Regions from separate parts of the Aedes albopictus genome. Here region 2 is linked to region 1. Evidence: chromatin contacts called from public Hi-C data. All regions are on one chromosome and are shown on one strand. The core of a region is the stretch at or near the end of the contact, and the rest is flanking DNA. Distances in the headings are between cores, read along the strand shown.

Region 1 (5,913 bases), core at 2,108-4,607:
AAGTTAGCTCAAATGAACAATCGAATGAACTTTACATTCATTTAACGTCAAATGGCGGGATGTTGCCGCCTGTCTGACGTTGCAGTTATCGAATTTTGTTCGCTAATTGAAACGTAAGCATGTTGCAGTTATTGACCGTCTACTATATTTTTATTCCTGTTCTTCAAAATCCTCCGCGTAAACAATAATTTCATAGGTTTCATCTTCTTCTTTCGATTCTGATTCCTGGTTTATTTCAACATTTTGCGGCAAAGCCTCCATGCTAGAACTGCTTTCCTCATAATGATCAGCTTCCATCATTTGAAGCAGATCTCGTGTGTACTCTTCGGCTTTGGAAGCACTATCTTCGAGATCTTCCTGTTTTTTCTTCATCCGCAGGGAACATGCGTCCATATGGTTGCGCCAGCGGTTTCTAAAACATCATTATCGATTTTAGAATAGAAATATGTGTTTAAAATTTTCTACAGTAGACGTTCGATAACTGCAACATGTTTACGTTTCACTTAGCGAACGAAAATCCGATAACTGCAACGCCTGACAGTGTCAACAAGCCGTCAATTGACGTAAAATGAACGAAAAATTCATTCGACTGTTCATTAGGGCTAACATGGCGCACGATTTTGACGTTTGGCGGTGCGATAACTGCAAATTTGTTGCACTTACCGGACTTGCAGTTAAAAAGCATTGCAGTTAAACCGTTTGCACCGACCGAACGTCTACTGTACCAAACTCACCGTCTATCGAACATTTTTCCACAATGTGTGCACTGATGCTTTCTTAATCTGTGACACCTCCTGTGGTCCAGAAGTTGCTTCCTTTTTTGAAACATTTTGTGACATACTTCACACTTAAGTTGATCAGCACTGAACTTCTCTTCTTTATGGCATCGCATGTGATTCCATAGTTGCTTCTTCGTGTCGCACACTTTGGAACACTTGCTGCACTGTATTGTTGCTGGTGGTTGCGATTCTTTTGTCGATTCGTGCTTTTCAGATTCCGTTTGGAGTACTTCCAAGAGTACTTCTTCTTCTGTTGACGATTGGTTGCTTGGCCTTTCGGTTCTAGTTTGAAGTACTTCTTGTACTTCTAGACAACGGATTCGGAACTCATGGAACTCCGACAGTTTTAGATGGCAGATGGCACAAATCACTTTACTCATTTGGTCATTGAGGTTTATCTGGAGATTGGTGAGTTCGAGAAAAGTTAGTTGTTTGAGGGATTCATAGAAATACAGTAGACGTTCGGTCGGTGCAAACGGTTTAACTGCAATGCTTTTTAACTGCAAGTCCGGTAAGTGCAACAAATTTGCAGTTATCGCACCGCCAAACGTCAAAATCGTGCGCCATGTTAGCCCTAATGAACAGTCGAATGAATTTTTCGTTCATTTTACGTCAATTGACGGCTTGTTGACACTGTCAGGCGTTGCAGTTATCGGATTTTCGTTCGCTAAGTGAAACGTAAACATGTTGCAGTTATCGAACGTCTACTGTATGTTTGAATACCCACCTGTATCGAAAGATAATCCGATATCCAGCGATAGCAGTTTTCATCTCTAAAATTACCGTCGAGAGTTTCTTCGCTCAAACATAGTCGACAAAGAGAGTTTGATTCTTCATACATATTTGGTCCTGTGGACAATACAAATTTAAGAATTATTGCTTTTCTTTCATCTGAATTATTCACAACCGCAGTGATCGATTTCGCTAATATGTTAACCCAAATAATGTTTAACGCTTTCATTGCTACTCTAGAACGTAAAGTCATTATCTCCTCTCATCAGGGTAGAATCAAAAATTCTTCCGGAAATATTATTACCTTATTACCCTTTCAAAATAATCCGAAGTAGAAATTGATCACTACAATTATGCTAGCTAAGTACTAACTATGTGAGTTTATTGCTAGACAGTAATTTTTTCTCACCTGCTTTATTTTTGAAACGCGAATTACCGAATTCTAAAATTCTACTATATTTTTAAAAAACTAATATTTTTAACGGAGCGGAAACAATGGAGAGAGTTCTGTAAACTAGCATAAGATTTGTTTTTGTTCATCCACGCAGACGAATGAACATCGCGTGGATTCACACACGAGGATCCACAGGTAGGGTATCGGGATGCTTCGTTGGCATAGCCCCCTCGTTCGGCCTATCTCAACATTAACCAAAAACTCAAACAAACACGCATAACTGGATATCGGAAAAGCTATACGGCAAACAACTCTGGAGCTCGATTTGAATAGGTCGTATGTGCTTTTGTCGATTAAAAATTCGATCAGTTGGATTCGCTTATAATAGCGAAAACCGTTGAAATTGAGCAAAGTTGATACAAACAGCAGAATCCTCACAAAACAGGCTTTCTGTTCCATCATTGAAAGTTTGCAAAATATCTGCCATATTGCTACAATGACTAAAATAAACTGATCGAATTTTATATCGACAAAAGCACATACGACCTATTCAAATCGAGCTCCAGAACTGTAACATTTCGTTTCCATTTTAGCACTTTTGAGCATTAAAAATGAATGAAAATTTCACTTTGTTTAGCTTTTGTAGACGCCATGATTCTTCGGCTTAGTGGGTAGTCTATACACATGATCATAAATGGCATGATTCTGGAACATTTCGAACTGACTTTTCAATAACTGAACATTTGATGCGACGGTCAAAGACGCTATTTTGAACTTGTATATTTGTTTTCAACGAATAATAAATATTTTACAAGTTGAATGTGGGCCGAATATTGAGGACATTTTTTTCACTATGTACCCAAATCTTGGCCCATCAGTAAAGTGACGTCAACAACACCGATAAAGTGACGTCAATAACATTGCTTGCGTAAGAACCAGAAAGAACGAACAGGAAGAAAGATTTTGTGTACGATGACTGTAAAATTATAACACAATAATAGGGTTGCGTTGTTTTCGTTAATAAATTAAGAAAGAACTTAAGTTTAAGTAATTTATTTACAGTTTTTTGAAAATTTGGCTCCAAAAATGTAATGTACAAGTAAGATTGGTGAACAAACAGAGATAATACTTCAGCAGAAATATTGAAAAAATGAGAAAATAAGTGGTTCTAGTGCATGGAAAGCAATAGGCCAACGTTGTATCCACTAATAGGCCAATTTTTGTACCATAGACCAACGTTGCATACCATCGCATCGAGTCTTTTCAACTTAATAAAGTAAATTCTTGAATATTTACGTTAGTTTACTTCCAATTGGGGAAACATGCATTACCTTGAGTGTGTAATAGGGTCAACATATTATTTCTAGTGCTATTAATTCATGAGTTATGGTCAAAATTGTCAATGCGACTTGCAAATTAGGCCAAGGAATGGTACATATACCCTATCAAAGAGATCTCCGTTGATGTTCATTCATCTGCATGGATAAACAAAAACAAACTTTGTGCCAGTTTACAGAACACCTTTGCTGCATCCAATGCGTTTACAATTTTTGTTGTTACATAGTAAAACTTTACCAATTCGATGATCCCGAGTGATAGATAAGCAGGTAAGGTCAATTTATAGCCGAGAAGTATAAACTCGCTTTACTTAATATCATGTGAGCACTGCAGGTACAGTGATCTTCTTCTTTTTTAAATATTTTCCGTAGTACAACCGAAATGTATGAAGAATCAAACACCCTCTGCCGGCTATGTTTGAGCGAAGAAACTCTCGACGGTATTTTTGCGGAAAAAAGCTGCAATCAATGGATATTGGATTACCTCTCGATACAGGTGACAAATGAAACATTATCGCCAGTCCGGGGGAACTTTGGGCCAAAAATCAAGAAAGATGTTTCGTTCGAAAAACTAACATTGATCGTCATCAAAAGTGAATAGGATATGACTGTTAAACGTTCGATGCAGAAGATGCAACCTTTCCATATGATAGTTTTTATAAAAGGTCCTGTAGAGACTAGCTCAATACGTTTGATGTATTACGGGTGTACCCAAGTGGATGAGAGAGCTGTAAATTGCTAAATTGCGTGAAGCGGTTGAGAATAACAAAGAATTCTGGTGCATAGATATTCAATATTTTGCAAGTGATATTTACTCATATTTAACTATTTTGATCGAATTTTAGTGTGATCAATGCCATCCACTAGTAAAGCTGAAATTAGGCTTATTTCAGATAAACTTCTTCAACGTAAAAACGAATGTTCAAGCGTTTAAATCTATTGTGGTCTTAAATTCTATAAAAAAATGTTTATTGGACACGTTGAACTTTAGTAACAGCTAAACTATTGTTGTAAAGACTTCCAAAGTAAATAATGATGCAATTTCGGTCCAGTGTTGCCTCTTCTGACGGTTTATTAAATAACTAACTTTTTTCAAATTCACTTTTCTCCAGATAAATTCCAACGATCAAATGAGTCAAGTAATTTGTACTATCTGCCACCTAAGATTAGCCGAGTTCCATGAGTTCCGAATCCGTTGTCTGGAGGTGCAAGAAGTACTCCAAACATTACTCGAAGAGTCTGCCAACCAACCGACAGAAGAGGACGTGCAAGAATCAGTTGAGATTACAAGCAACCAATCTACAATAGAAGAAATGCTAGAAGTATACCAAATTAAGTCTGAAGAATCAAGTAATCAATCGCTTATAGAAGAAGTACAAGAAGCACTTCAAGATAAACTTGAAGAACCTAATAACCAATCGACTCTAGAAAAATTACAAGATGTACTCCAAGCTGACTATGAAAAGCCTGTAAAACCAAATAACCAATCGACTCTAGAAGAAATGCTAGAAGTACTCCCAGCTAAACATGAAAAGCCTATCAACCAAACGACAGAAGAATCAAAAAGATCAGTCTCCTTAGAGTGCACCAAATGTTCCAAAGTGTTCACAAACAGGAAACAGCTATATAATCACAGGCAATACCATAGACTCAAACATAAGGACTTCTCTGGACAATTCCAGTGTGATATATGTCAAAAGATATATGGAACAAGGAAACAATTACTCGATCACAGGAGGTATCACATATTAAAAAACCACGCTTGTATATACTGTCAAAAATGCTTTGACAGAGGGTGAGTTTGCTGGAAAATCAATAATCCATATAATTCTACTCAAAAATCGGTATTTATATTTCAGAGCACGTATGCGCACCCATATGAAAGTATGTGCCCTGCGCACGAAGAAAAAAATAAAAGAACTCGAAGAAAATGCTTTCAACAATGAGGAATACACATGGGAATTGCTGCAAATAATGGAGGATGAGGAAAGCAGTTCCAGTATCGAGGTATTGCCGCATACGGCTGAAGCTGACCAGGATTCGGAATCGGATGAGAGTGAAACCTATGAAATTGTTGTTTATACAGAGAATTTTGAAGAGCAGGAAACGTCAGAAACACCGAAATCAGCGAAGTGATAAAAGTGTATGCCATAGGATGAATCACTATAAAATTGTGATAGGAAGCCAATCAACTGGCGTTCAAGTGAAGGAAGAAGAGCAAATTGATTCTTTCACAAAATGACCTGTAAAAATTGAACTGTGAAGCTGATTAAAGGCTTGTTTGTTTTTTAACACAATATTAACAGTTAAATATTGTGTTAATATTTAACACAATTTAACAGATAGTTTTTTAAATTGAAATTATCACAAGTCCCTAGCAAATTGTGTATGCAAAAATAGTAAGCCAAATTCAACATGTTTAACGTTTGTTGTTATCTTAGCGCTAGCAAAAATTTAGTTTGATAATGACGCCACCATAGCACTGCTTTTGATACCCTTAAGATCGCTGGTAAACAACCCTTCGTTCTTGAGAGAGAGTTGTGTTGGGGACCAACCATGTCACATACACTCCCTGCAGACAAACAGACGTCTCACTATACTCACTTTTCTATCGTTGCTCTCTTAACAAATATATAAATACAGTAGACGTTCGGTCGGTGCAAACGGTTTA
Region 2 (5,913 bases), core at 1,532-4,031, 160 kb before region 1:
TACTTTGGGCCACATTTTTGTAGATTATTTTGACCTCAAAAAATGCACCAGAAAAAAGTTTTGTGTCGTAAATTTCGCAAAAATGAATTTAAAATATGGACGACCCCTACATAAGATGCAGCTTAAACTGCATAAAAAAGTTGCCGAAGACACCCCATTGATATCTCGTCTCGAAAAAAAGTTATTGATTTTTTACCAAAATGACACTCTCCTGGCCCAATGTGCAATGGACTGATATTCATTAAAAAGGTTTAACCAAAGCAGATTCGAAAGGTTTTGAATTTTCTTTATTAGCATTTGCTATTTTAAGTCACTGTTGACTTCTTTAAATTTATCAATCTTTATCAGTTGTGAGTTGTGTAACCTATTCTGGCTCAATTTTGAATTCTTCTGCTTCAAAAAGACTGATGCCCTCTTCGAGACTTGTCTGGCATTCGGAGCTGTTTTCCGCAAGTTGACTGAAATAAACAAGGTCGAATTGAATTATTTATAGTTTGATGAGTTCTAAACATTCGCCTACCTCTCAGAGGGTTGTGATCTCTTCTGAATATCCTGAGAAATGCTATCGTCTTTCGAATCTGTATGACGTCTCATATGTGATTCCAAACTCTGCCTGTAAAGTAACAGAATAAGTTCTAGCTATGCAGTCGTGTAATGCACTTAACTTACGGTTTTGTGAATGTTTTGTTGCAAACCGAGCAACAGTGTTTTCGCAGTCCATGAATCAGTACATGACGGTTCAGCTGACCTTTTGTTGAGAACACTTTACTACAAACCGAACAGTTCAGGGACTGGAGGGTGCCATCTTCTTGTTTATGATTTGTTAAGATATGCTTTTCCAGCCGTTTTCTGAAATATATAAACAGGCCTTCAATGCTGTTCAAAAATATGAGGGTAATAGGGTTCTCACTTCAATACGAAAACTCCACTGCAAATAGAGCATTTCAACTTTTTTGGTTTGTGGGCAAATTTGTAGTGGAGCCATAGAGATTGCTGGGATGTGTATGTTTTCTGGCATTTTTCACACTTTAGTATTGAAGTTTCAGGCGTTCGGTAGGATGCGGTATTTGGTTCGTCTTCGTTCTCGATTTTTATACTTTTCGGCTCGCCTTCAAGATGTGCATTAACGGTTGAAAAAGCTTCAGTCGGTTGCATCTGATGCAACGAACGATAGTCTTCCTTACTGTCACGGTCTCGAGAATGCCTCTTAATGTGCTCTTCAAGTTTTTTACTGCAAAATAAAACCCAATATAAATTAAAGCATTCGAAAAAGAAATAGTTCGAGCAGTTCTCACCGCATAGTGAATCGAAAGCTGCAAATGTGGCACTCATGATTCTTTGGTCCATGCGCTTTTCTCTGGTGTCCCCAGAGCCTTCCTTTGCTTATGAATGTCTTCTCGCATGTATCACACTTGAATGGTCTTGCCATATTTTTTACAGCTGGGATAGGTCGCTTGCGTTCTTCAACAGACTGATGAGTCAGTATATGCCTTTGCAGTGAATTCCTGAAACAAAAAGGGCTTTTTTCTGATAACAATTCCAAAACTAAATAAGCAAATATTTACTGTAGTGCAAACGGGCGTTCACAAATCGGACAAATAAACTCCTTCATTCCATGGGTTTTCTTCCTATGCCACCTCATGGTTTTCCCTAGCTTGAAGGTCTTTGAGCATATATCACATTGCAGTTCGTTCCTCACGATGTTTATCTCTTTTCCATCGGCCACATGACTGGAAGAAGTTGCTTCGTAATCAATCTCGCTCGTAACTCCGCCATTTGTATCCAGTAGTGATTCCGAATTTCGAGCTTCTGCGTCTTCATTACACTGTTGAATCACTCCTTCTTGATGTGTTGCATCTGAATCTAGCTTCACTGAAGTTTTCGGAGCAAGTGCATCATTTTGCGTATCCTGCTTCTGTTCTGAGGATTCGATCACTGCAACGATTTCTCCACGCGGCTCTAATATTGTATCATCGGTCGTTTCCGGTTCCTTCGAATGAACTAGCTTCATATGTCTTAACAACTGTTGACTATAATTAAAAGATTATTACGACTTGTCACTTACTTGTAACATTGTTGTAACTTTGTAACCTTACCGCCTTCCGAAAGGTTTGCTACACATTTTGCATATGTGCTTCCTAGGTTGATGAATTTTCTTATGGCAGACCAATACCTTTCTCGTTTTGAACAGCTTCTGACATACTTCACATTGTAGAGGATTGGTTTCAGCATTGCTTATTTCAGATGATTGATTTCTTTTTGCTTGTTCAAGATTGATCGTCTCTTGCTGAATCGTAGACTGTAGCCAGGATTGAAGCACAGTTTGCACTTCCTGGCAACGGATCCGGAACTGATGGAATTCAATTAATCGTGTATGACAGACGATGCATACAGATTGGCTAATGGGATCGTCGAGGTATACCTAAAAGTATGGGCCAAGATCAAGACTATGGTCGCAGAATTTACCTCCAGAGGTCATTACCGTTACCGAAAGTAAATCCAACATCAATTGATCCAGTCCTTCTTCATCGAATACATCGGCAAGTTCTCCTTCGCTCAGACAAAGGCGGCAAACTGGATAGGGGTTCTTTCTGAACTCTTCCGGTTCAGTTTTGATTGCTTGCGAATCCATGATTTTAAATCTTGGACAATTGTATACCAACCGATAAATAGTTTAGTTAACACTTCAGGCCAATAGATTTTAACTTTGTTTATACAATTTCAGGACTAGGTAAACGATGGCTATTAGTGTTCATCTGCACGTCATGTTACACCGCTTGGCAAACTGGTTTTAGCTTTAGGTAGACACTGGAATAAACTCATGTTGAAGCTCTTGGATGAACCAAATGTCAAAACCACTTTTTCTTTTCCTGGATTTATCCACCGAATTCACTTGATCCGAGAACATTGACACTAGAGCGGGATCGCTTCCAATCAGAATAGAACTTTGTATCAAAACCAAAATTCTCGGACCGAGTGAATTCAGTTCATCGGTGAATAAGTCGGTGATGATTATATTTAGAAATGTTCCCGCTTTAGTGCCAAAAATGTATCGGAACGAGTATGATTACTGAAGTGCATGAATACATGGAGAGAAACGACATGGGGAGGTTTTATGCAACTGTCAGTAGGGCGCAGCACAAGCCTGTGCCAGTGCATACCATGTGTAAGGATCATAAAAAGCAATGTGGTGTTAGATAAAACAATACAATGGAAGAAGGTGGGAAGAACCATTATAAGAATTTGTTAGATGGTAATTACAGGATTAGCATAGTTGATGACGGTAATGGAGCCACCAACAATGATTGAGGAGGGAAGCTGATGGAGACACCAATGTAGGTTAGCAATGCCATCCGTCAGTTAAATATAAAATACGCTCACGACAAAGAACTAATAGACATTTTTCAATGAGGTTTAAGGTTTCTCCATCGTATTTCTAATGGTTTAAAGCCTCTTTTATTTGCATTAGTTGTTTCGAATCGCTGTTGTTTCTTTAAAATTTTCAGTCTTTATCAGTTGTGCAACCTATTCTGGCTCAATTTTGAACTCTTCTGCTTCGAATAGACTGATGGGCTCTTTGAGATCTGACTGACATTCAGAGCTGTATTCCACAAGTTCACTGAAATTTAAAAGATAATATTGCATTTTCCATGGACTATTGCGAGTATTATTTAGACATTTTGCTACCTTTCAGAGACTGATAAGTATTTGCTTACGGATCCCTTCTTAATAACCTGAGAAATACTATCGTCTTTCGAATCTACATGACATCTCATATGTGATTCCAGTTTCTGCCTGTAAAGAAGCAGAATTAGTTCTAACTATGCAATTGTACAAGAGGAAGTATACTCGACTTACGGTGTTATGAATGTTTTATTACAAACAGAGCAGCAGTGTTTTCGCGGTCCGTGATTCATTGCATGCCGGTTTAGCTGACCTTTTGTTAGAAACACCTTGCTGCACACCGGACACTTCAGGGGTTGAAGGGTGCCATCTTGTTGCTTGTGGTTTCTTAAGATATGCTTCTCGAGGTGCTTGCTGAAATAAACGCAGGCTTTTACTACTGTTGTCCAAAGGTATTAGGACAATGAGGTTCATACTTCGTTATGAAAACTGCACTGCAAATAGAACAGTTCATCTTTTTCGGCTTATGCGTAAATTTGTAGTGCAGCCACAGAGATTTATGGGATGTGAATGTCTTCTGGCATTTTCCGCACTGTGCTCGGTCGGCTGCGAAATTTTGTTCACAGTCTTTCGCGATTTTTATGCTTTTCGGCTGGCCTTCAACATTTGCATCTTTCGGTTGCATCTGATGCAACAATCGAAAGTCTTCTTTGCTGTCACGGTCTCGAGCGTGCCTCTTGATGTGCTTCTCAAGATCATCTCTGCAATTTACGATACAAATTGATGTATTCGAAAAAGATAATTTGAGTGATTCTTACCGCATAGTGAATCGAAAGCTGCAAATATGGCACTCATGGTTCCTTGGTCCATGCACTTTTTTCTGGTGTTCCCCGAGCCTTCCTTTGCGTGCAAATGCCTTTTCGCATACATCACACTTGAATGGTCTTGCATTGTTTTTCACACGTTGCATGCGTTCTTCCACAGACTGATGACTCTCTATGTGTCTTTGCAGTAAATTTCTGAAACAAAAACAGTTTTTTTTTTACAAAAACTTTGAATACTAATACAAGTTAATTTTTACCGTTGTGCAAACGGTCGTTCACAAATCGGACAAACGAGTGCATTTATTCCATGGGCACTCTTCTTGTGCGCCCTCATGGTTTTCCCTAGCTTGAATGTCTTGAAACATATATCACATTGCAGTTCGTTTTTCTCGGTATTTATCCCTTTTCCATTGGCCAGATGACTAGAAGTTGCTTCGCAAAAGGTCTTGCTCGTATCTCCGCCTTTCGTACTCTGTAGTGATTCTTCAAACTGTTCTTCCACGTCTTCGTAACAGTCTTGAGCCACTCCTTCTTGATCTATTGCATCTGACGTTTCCGAAGCAAGTGCATCATTTTGCGTAACCTGCTCTTGTTCTAAGGATTCGATCACTGCAACGATTTTTCCACGCGATTCTGATATTGTATCATCGTTCGTTTCCGGTTCCTTTGGGTGAACTAGGTTCATATGTCTTAACAATTGTTGACTACAATTTAAAGATATGTCATTTACTTGTAACTTTGATGCAACTTTTATAGTATCCTTACCGCCTTCCGAAAGGTTTGCTACACATTTTGCATATGTGCTTCCTAGGTTGATGAATTTTCTTATGGCAGAGCAATACCTTCCTCGTTTTAAACAACTTCTGACATACTTCACATTGTAATGGATTGGTTTTAGCATTACCTATTTCAGATGATTGATTTCTTTTTGCTTGTTCTAGTTGGGTCGCTTCTTGATGAATCGTAGACTGCAGCCAAGATTGAAGCACAGTTTGCACTTCCTGGCAACGGGTCCGGAATTGATGGAATTCAATTATTCGTGTATGGCAGGCGCCGCATACAGATTGGCTAATGGGATCTTCGAGGTACACCTAAAAATATGGGCCAAGTTCAAGATGATAACCACAGACTTTAACTCTAGAGGTCATAACCGTTATCGAAAGCAAATCCAGTATCAGTTGATCCAGTCCTTGTTCGTCGAATACATCGCCTAGTGCTCCTTCGCTCAGACACAGGCGGCAAACTGGATAGGGGTTTTCTCTGAATTCTTCCGGTTCAGTTTTGATTGCTTGCAAATCCATAACTCTCAGGCCTAATAAATTTTGTACCTTTTGATTAGCAGCTTAGGTAAAACTGAAGTCTTCAGGCCACTAGATTTTAACTTTAAGTACACAATTTCAGGATTTAGTTGTACGGAGACTGTTTGTGTTCATCTGCACGTAAACAGGTAGACACTGAAATGAAC

The links. Hi-C and Micro-C count contacts between places; a contact is called where the count stands out from the background.
Region 2: a Hi-C map of whole body shows a contact between it and region 1, with 7 times the contacts expected there. The contact joins the promoter of LOC109621822 here to the promoter of LOC115253638 in region 1. A contact is called at or near these places in 3 of 3 Hi-C or Micro-C datasets (embryo, whole body and whole pupa).

What each region holds. Positions count from the first base shown.
Region 1 is chr2:39,779,814-39,785,726 of AalbF5, reverse strand. LOC115253638 (zinc finger protein kipf-like) reads left to right here and starts at 3,357. Exons shown (of 4, transcript XM_029868220.2): 1 at 3,357-3,512; 2 at 3,615-3,738; 3 at 4,355-5,037; 4 at 5,102-5,581. The coding sequence starts at 3,625. The coding sequence ends at 5,378. All of the region lies in intron 2 of LOC109622949 (hypermethylated in cancer 2 protein-like), which reads left to right. It overlaps LOC109621831 (transcriptional repressor CTCF), which reads right to left and starts at 2,067. Exons shown (of 4, transcript XM_029871768.2): 1 at 1,921-2,067; 2 at 1,507-1,628; 3 at 735-1,177; 4 at 1-412. The coding sequence starts at 1,620. The coding sequence ends at 151.
Region 2 is chr2:39,935,327-39,941,239 of AalbF5, reverse strand. It overlaps LOC109621822 (zinc finger protein 600), which reads right to left and starts at 2,781. Exons shown (of 8, transcript XM_029871130.2): 1 at 2,489-2,781; 2 at 2,097-2,422; 3 at 1,566-2,030; 4 at 1,296-1,505; 5 at 911-1,231; 6 at 670-849; 7 at 521-613; 8 at 293-458. The coding sequence starts at 2,632. The coding sequence ends at 365. The region is part of intron 2 of LOC109622949 (hypermethylated in cancer 2 protein-like); the gene reads left to right. It overlaps LOC109621823 (zinc finger protein Xfin), which reads right to left. Exons shown (of 8, transcript XM_020075987.3): 1 at 5,600-5,913; 2 at 5,214-5,539; 3 at 4,706-5,152; 4 at 4,443-4,643; 5 at 4,101-4,385; 6 at 3,859-4,038; 7 at 3,688-3,795; 8 at 3,071-3,619. The coding sequence starts at 5,749. The coding sequence ends at 3,526.